2 separate regions of the Rattus norvegicus genome follow, and region 1 is linked to region 2. The links are chromatin contacts, called in public Hi-C maps. All regions are on one chromosome and are shown on one strand. Each heading gives the region's core, a stretch centred on a gene start, on an enhancer-like site or on the middle of the called end of the contact. The rest is flanking DNA. Distances are from core to core; before and after follow the strand shown. Region 1 overlaps Slc35f2 (solute carrier family 35, member F2). Region 2 holds the start of Cul5 (cullin 5).

Region 1 (3,184 bases), core at 543-3,042, 140 kb after region 2:
TTATGGAATTTAGACACCCACTGGCTGCTTCCTTGGTGGCAGGTGGTGCGGAAAATGGGCGTGGCAGCACTCGAGAACTCCCAAGATAAACTGTGACTACTTTGAAAGCAGCTAATGAGTACAGGAATCCTCTCCCAGTTGTGTTCTTTGATGTCTTATAACAAGTCCCGCCCGTCTGTCCTCTTTCTCCTCCCTAGCCACGTTTGCTCCTGTGTTCTGAGTTCCAGAACAAACTGCTCTCAACGCCTGTTACATTGGGCATCCCACATTCAGCCCCACACTACATCCTGAAAGTTCTCCCAAGCAAATACACTCCTGTTACCCTTTTAAAAATGTCCCTGGTGCCCAGGAATAGTCATCCCCATTGTCCTTACCTCGCTAAGCCACAGTTTAGAGAATTTACCTGCTGCAAGTTCTCCTAGCAGGACAAGAGCTTGAGAAGTTGGTTGCTGTCTCTGGTTGGGAAAAAAAAAAGCATTATCATTAAAATGGAAACAAAATGCTAATCATTTCCCATGGAAGAAAGGAGCAGTGAGCAGTGGTTCCAAACCAGAAACACTAAAGTAGGTCGGTGCTGGGCTTCTGGAATCCTGACTGAGAGGAGAGTGTCTTCCTTGTTTACACCAGTTTATGATGCTCGTGGGTTTCTGACACTTCCGCAGCACGGCGTGAACATGCAGCTTCAGCATAATGTCAGCCACCAGGATGTCACCTTTAGAAAACTCTATGTAAATGGTTTTTGTATAGGTATAATAAAGAAATTTGGGGTAAGTGTTCATATTATTAAAAGACTTTAAACTCATGGAAATAGAGTCACACAGTGTATATTGGTTTGAGATTAACCCCGGTTCCCTGTGGAGCTCTATCCGAGTGTTTGATTCCTGTTTTTGTCTTTGAGCAAGCGCGTGTGTGTGTGCATGCCTGCGTGCATGTGATGTATGTATGTATGTATGTATGTATGTATGTATGCATGCATGCATTCACATATGTGTGGGTGTGGGCATGCACACGCCTCAGATCTTAAATGGAGATCTGAGGACAGCAGAGAGTATCATTTCTTACCTTCTCCCTTGTTTGAGGCAGAGTCTCTTTGCTGTCCCCTGAAGGGTAGCTTCAGGCTAGCTGACCCACAAGCTTCTGGGACACCGTCAGTCTCCCCTCAGTTAACGCTGGCATTATGGAATCTCCTTCATTCATTGCCTGGCTCTGCATAGATTCTGGGGATTAGAACTCACTCCTCACACTTGTGTGGCAAGCGCCTTACCCACTGAGCCATCTCCTCAGCCCCTGTTTTTTGTGAGACTGCCCTACTGTATGACCCAGGCTGGTTTTGAACTTCTGATCCTCCTGCCTCAGACTCCTGAGTGCCAGGGTTACAGCTGTGCAGCACCATTCTGCTTCCCCCTGGAGATATTACACAGCTTGGTGCATTCACGTTCTCCTTCCTATGCAGCTTTTCAGAATCAGGTGAGGCAAGGCAGACATGACCTATCTGCTTGGGGGCTACGCTGGGTCCGAGTGTGCACATGTGTCCTTTGCAGCAATCAACAGTTTGTATTTTTGAATGACCATGCTGAGTGTAAAATGTTTCGGAATGAAATAGTCTCTCATTCTCCACGAGCCATTTAAACTGCCCTTTCAGTTTGGGTTTTTGTTTTTTACCTGCATCAATGCCAGGTAGGCCACATTTCCAAAGGTTCTAGAACCTCTCAAAACCCATTCAAACCCCAACGCCTAATGAACAATATGAAGGAATTGCTCGTTGGCTCCCCCGTGTGGATACACTATGTAACTGGATGTGGCAACAATTTAGAGAAGGGCTGATGCAATCGTTATTGCTGTGTTTGGATGGGCAGATAACATTTCTCCCCCCTGATACCAAGGTATCTGACAGCCAACTGATATATATATTTAATCAGTGGTGTTTCTAGGGGGTGGCCCCAGGACTACTTGTGCTAGCAATCTCATTTTTTATTGCTTCCATATTGTTTGTTAAGGGAATTTTAAACTGGGGGGTGGGAGAGAGAAGATGGAGACAGGGGTGTGTGTAAAGGTGGGTATACATTTGTGTGCAGACCTGTTTGCCCATGTGCCTCCATGTGAGCAGACCCCAGAGGCTGATATTAGGTTGTATTGCTTTCCACCTTAGTTTTTGAAACAGCCTCCCTCTCCCTCCCTCCCTCTCTTTCTCTCTCCCTCTCTTTCTCTCTCTCTCTCTCTCTCTCTCTCTCTCTCTCTCTCTCTCTCTCCCTCCCTCCCTCCCTCCCTCCCTCCCTCCCTCCCTCCCTCCCTCCCTCTCACCTTGGAACACTGTTTCATTTTGCTGGTCAGTCAGCCCCAGGACTGATGTGCCTGTCCCTGCCTCCCAGACCTGAGGTTACAGATAATTGTGACAAAGCCCAACTTTTATGTGGGAGTTCCAAATCCCAACCCGGGTTCTAATGTTTTCACTTTACCGGCTGAGCCATCTCACTAGTCTGATGGATTTTGGCTTCGTTTTAGACAGGGTCACCCTATGTAGTGATGGCTGGCCATTAGCTCACAGAGGTCCACATGTGCCTCCCCATGTGCTGGGAACCAGGATATGCACTACCTTAACCGGCTAGTGTTTGTTTTAATGGGCATATTATCAGGACTTCACTCAGAAAGGATTGTCCCAGGGTAACCGTTGTGGGGTGGGGTCGTGGAAGAATTGAGACACATTTCACTCATACGGAGACGGATGGATAAGGGGCAAATGGAATCCAGTTTTAACCTGTAGCCAGCATCAAGGTCAGCATCAAAGCCAGCATCAAGGCCCCAGACAGTAGGCAACAGGGGAGAAAGAAGGCCTGGTCCTGAGGAGACACTGAGCCATTCACCCTGTGAGAGCCGCTGGGAAGATTTCTGTGGAAAAGCCTGGCTTGAGAGCATCCTTTTCTCTGCAGTAGCAGAGCCTGCCAGTTAAGGAAGCTTTAATGTAAACATTTGTCTCCTCAAGGTCTTCTGTATGGCCAGGCACGACTCTGTTTTCTATCATAATTATGGTGATGTGCCATTTCATCCACGCGGAATCACTTAGTTTCTGGGCATAGCCTCAACCCTCACAATATATCAATAAAAGGGAAAATTCAGCAGAGAGCCACTTAGCTGATTAAAAAGCAAGAGGTTTATGAGGAAATTAGGTAATGCTGAGCACACAGCG
Region 2 (2,852 bases), core at 138-2,637:
ATTTCATTATTGGGAGTGGGGAGGGTCAGCAGAGGATCTCAGAGATCAAGGCCACCCTGGTCTACAGAATCCAAGGACAGCCAAGGCTACACAGAGAAACCCTGTCTCAAAAACCCAAGAGATAGAAATTCAGGAAGACCTTTTAAGGAACCCCTCAAGTGGTGTTGCAGGCCTTCAATCTCAGTGCAGACAAAGGATTTCTGTGAGTTCGAGGCCAGTTGGGCTACATCGAAAGTTCTGGCCAAGATGGGGTCAATGAGACCCCTTTTAGGGGAGAGGAGCCTTTTCTATTATTATTATTATTCATTCACACAGCCTGAGAACATATGTTTATGTCCCCTCAGGTCATCACTAGCCCCATTTCAGCTAGTGCTTTAGGACAGAATTCTTACTAAAAACACAAACTTGACTCATGTCTTTATCATAGTCCTCATTTTTTATCAATCTGCCTGCCCTGAGCCTCTCCTGGTATTTAAAAACTTCTCAATGCTTTCTTTAATGAAAACTCTTCTACACTCTAAAAGAATGGTAGAACTTTATCGGATGCCACCTGATGTCCTACATGGGAGGTCGGGGCTGGGAGACAGTTCCTCAAGGAAAAAAAAGAAAGAAAGAAAGAAAGAAAGAAAGAAAGAAAGAAAGAAAGAAAGAAAGAAGGAAGGAAAGAAAGAAGAGAGGTGGAAATAGGAAGTCAAGCGTGAGAGAACTGAAGGGAAGGTGTAACATTCAGAAAAGGGAGAAAGGGGGTGAAGTGGTAGGCACTGCTGTCTGGCTCGCATTTCCTGCAGACCAGAGTGTGAACAGAAATTAAAAAATGGGGTTGGGAGTTAAGCCACTGAAACCTGCTAGGTAGCATTTTGTTGGGATTTTTTTTCCCTGTTATGTCTTTGACACTCCATCCAGAAGAAACGGACCCCAAGAGTCACAATGGCGGGTTGGTGCGGGCCCAGCAACACTGCTCTCGCTTCCAGCCTGGGTTGATCCCCTGAAAGCATCGCTCCGAGTCAGTCAATCAGCCGGCGGGAGGAACCACCAGATCCTCTGGACCCCGAGGCCAGGGCCCGGCGTCCGTGTGCTCGGGCAACAGCCACCCCGGCTCCCGTTCCGGTGGACAACCCCGAAACACTCTCACATCTCGCTGCTCACACGGAGCCCGGTCCTTCCCCAGGAGCTGAACGCGTCGGTCACCGAGCAGAAGCCGGGCTGCAGTCAGGGGCTTACCTTTAACAGATTAGACGTCGCCATGTTCTCAACTTGGACTCTCGCGAGACGCGGCGAGACTTGGCGGCTCTCGGGGCCAGGCCTCCTCGAGAGGCCGGGGTTCCCAGCAGGACCCCGCAGGCCGCAGCGAGGGATGCAGGGGACGCCGGAGCGGCGTGCCGTCAGCGCTGAGCTCGTCCCAGGCACCCGTGCTTCCTCGGGCTTTCCCGCTACATGGTCACCCCGGCCTGCCCACGCGAGAGAGCGCATGCAAACGCTTAAAGAGACGCGAGCGGCGAATGGTGGGAAGGGACAGGGAGCCGACCTGACCGGGAAGAGGTAGTATCGACTTCCCCGGGCCTCCCCAACTCGTCTTCGGTTCTGCCTCTGGGGTTGCACCCGCCCCGGCCGCCAGCAACGACTTTAGCTCGGCTTAGGGCCCGCACCTCAGGTTCCGTGGCGGTGTCACGTGACGCGGCGGGCGGGGGCGTGCTCGGGAGCAACCCAGGCGATAGCAAGCCACTGGGTCCCGAGGCCGCGCGGAGGGTGGGAGTGCGCCCTCTGCTGGCTGGAGCCGGAGCAGCCCTCACGCGCTCGCCCCAGATCGGGATTGCTATTCAGAGCTCTGGATTAGATTAGCCTGGAAGGCTTTTTACTGCTGTCCTCCGCAAATGCTGACATGGAGAAGGCGCCCGGTATATTATTTGTTTGGTGACTGATGCACAAACCTGCTGTTATTCCGCTAAAAAAAGAATGCCCGGCTTGTTCAAGAAGTGATTATTAATCTTGGACTCCTTAAGACATATCCTAGAGCACCCTACAGTATTTTCTCCAAATTGCATCGCTTCAGATCACAAATCTCTGATCAAGGGAAGACAATATAATTTATACAGGGTTATCTCCGTTTAGCTGTAATTTAATGCATTACGCAAGTTCCTAGCACTGTTCTTTTTGGGTTTTGTTTGTTTGTTTCTTTGGTTGGTTGGTTTTTGACAGAATTTCTCTATATAGCCCTGGCTATACTGGAGGTGCCTCGGCTCCCAAGTGCTGGAATTAAAGGTGTGGGAAACCACCACCTGGTGTCAAACTTGTTTCTTTGAAACTCATCTCTCACTGTTCCACAATTTTAATCCCAGTACTCAAAGCAGAGGCAGGAGGATCTCTGTAAGATTGAGGGCAACCTGATCTACAGAGCAAGCTCCAGGACAGCCAGGGCTACAAAAAAACCAAAAGCTTCTCAAACATTGCTAATACATTGTTCATCTTAATCTGAGGTGCTAATTAGAAAAGCAGACTTTCAGGCTCTACTCTGAAGGATTTTATTTCATATATTAAGCCTGAAATCTCCTTTTGCCCCAAGCATTCCAGGTAGCTTTGTTTGAAGCGGTCTTTCTATGTTATTCTTGGAAGGCCAAGAATTCTCTATGTAGACCAGGTTGACCTAGAACTCACAGAGATCTGCCTTTCTCTGCCTCCAGAATGACTGGTAGAATTATAGGTATGTGCTCCCCTCCGAAATGGCCAAAATTTCCTTATCTCTGCTTCGGGCAGGGTGTGGTGGAACATACCTTTAATTTCAGCACTCTGACTTCCAGACCAATTAGCGCCACACAATGCTTAAAATGAGTTAAGATCTACTTCTCAGACCTTGA

What was found. A called contact is a pair of places that touch in the nucleus more often than the background predicts.
Region 1: a contact with region 2 is called in a Hi-C map of the A7r5 cell line, with 2.0 times the contacts expected there. The contact joins the enhancer-like site here to the promoter of Cul5 in region 2. A contact is called at or near these places in 3 of 12 Hi-C or Micro-C datasets (the A7r5 cell line, the Rat2 cell line and frontal cortex).

What each region holds. Positions count from the first base shown.
Region 1 is chr8:63,098,984-63,102,167 of GRCr8, forward strand. Slc35f2 (solute carrier family 35, member F2) reads left to right here. Exons shown (of 8, transcript NM_001395734.1): 8 at 1-808. Among named protein-coding and RNA genes, the nearest start is that of Sln, 39 kb to the right of the region's middle. Within about 2 kb of position 1,793, at least 4 of the 93 cell types and tissues checked have an H3K27ac peak or open chromatin away from gene starts, as enhancers often do. A contact at or near this core is called in the A7r5 cell line, where this site is marked.
Region 2 is chr8:62,961,184-62,964,035 of GRCr8, forward strand. It overlaps Cul5 (cullin 5), which reads right to left and starts at 1,388. Exons shown (of 19, transcript NM_022683.1): 1 at 1,222-1,388. The coding sequence starts at 1,245.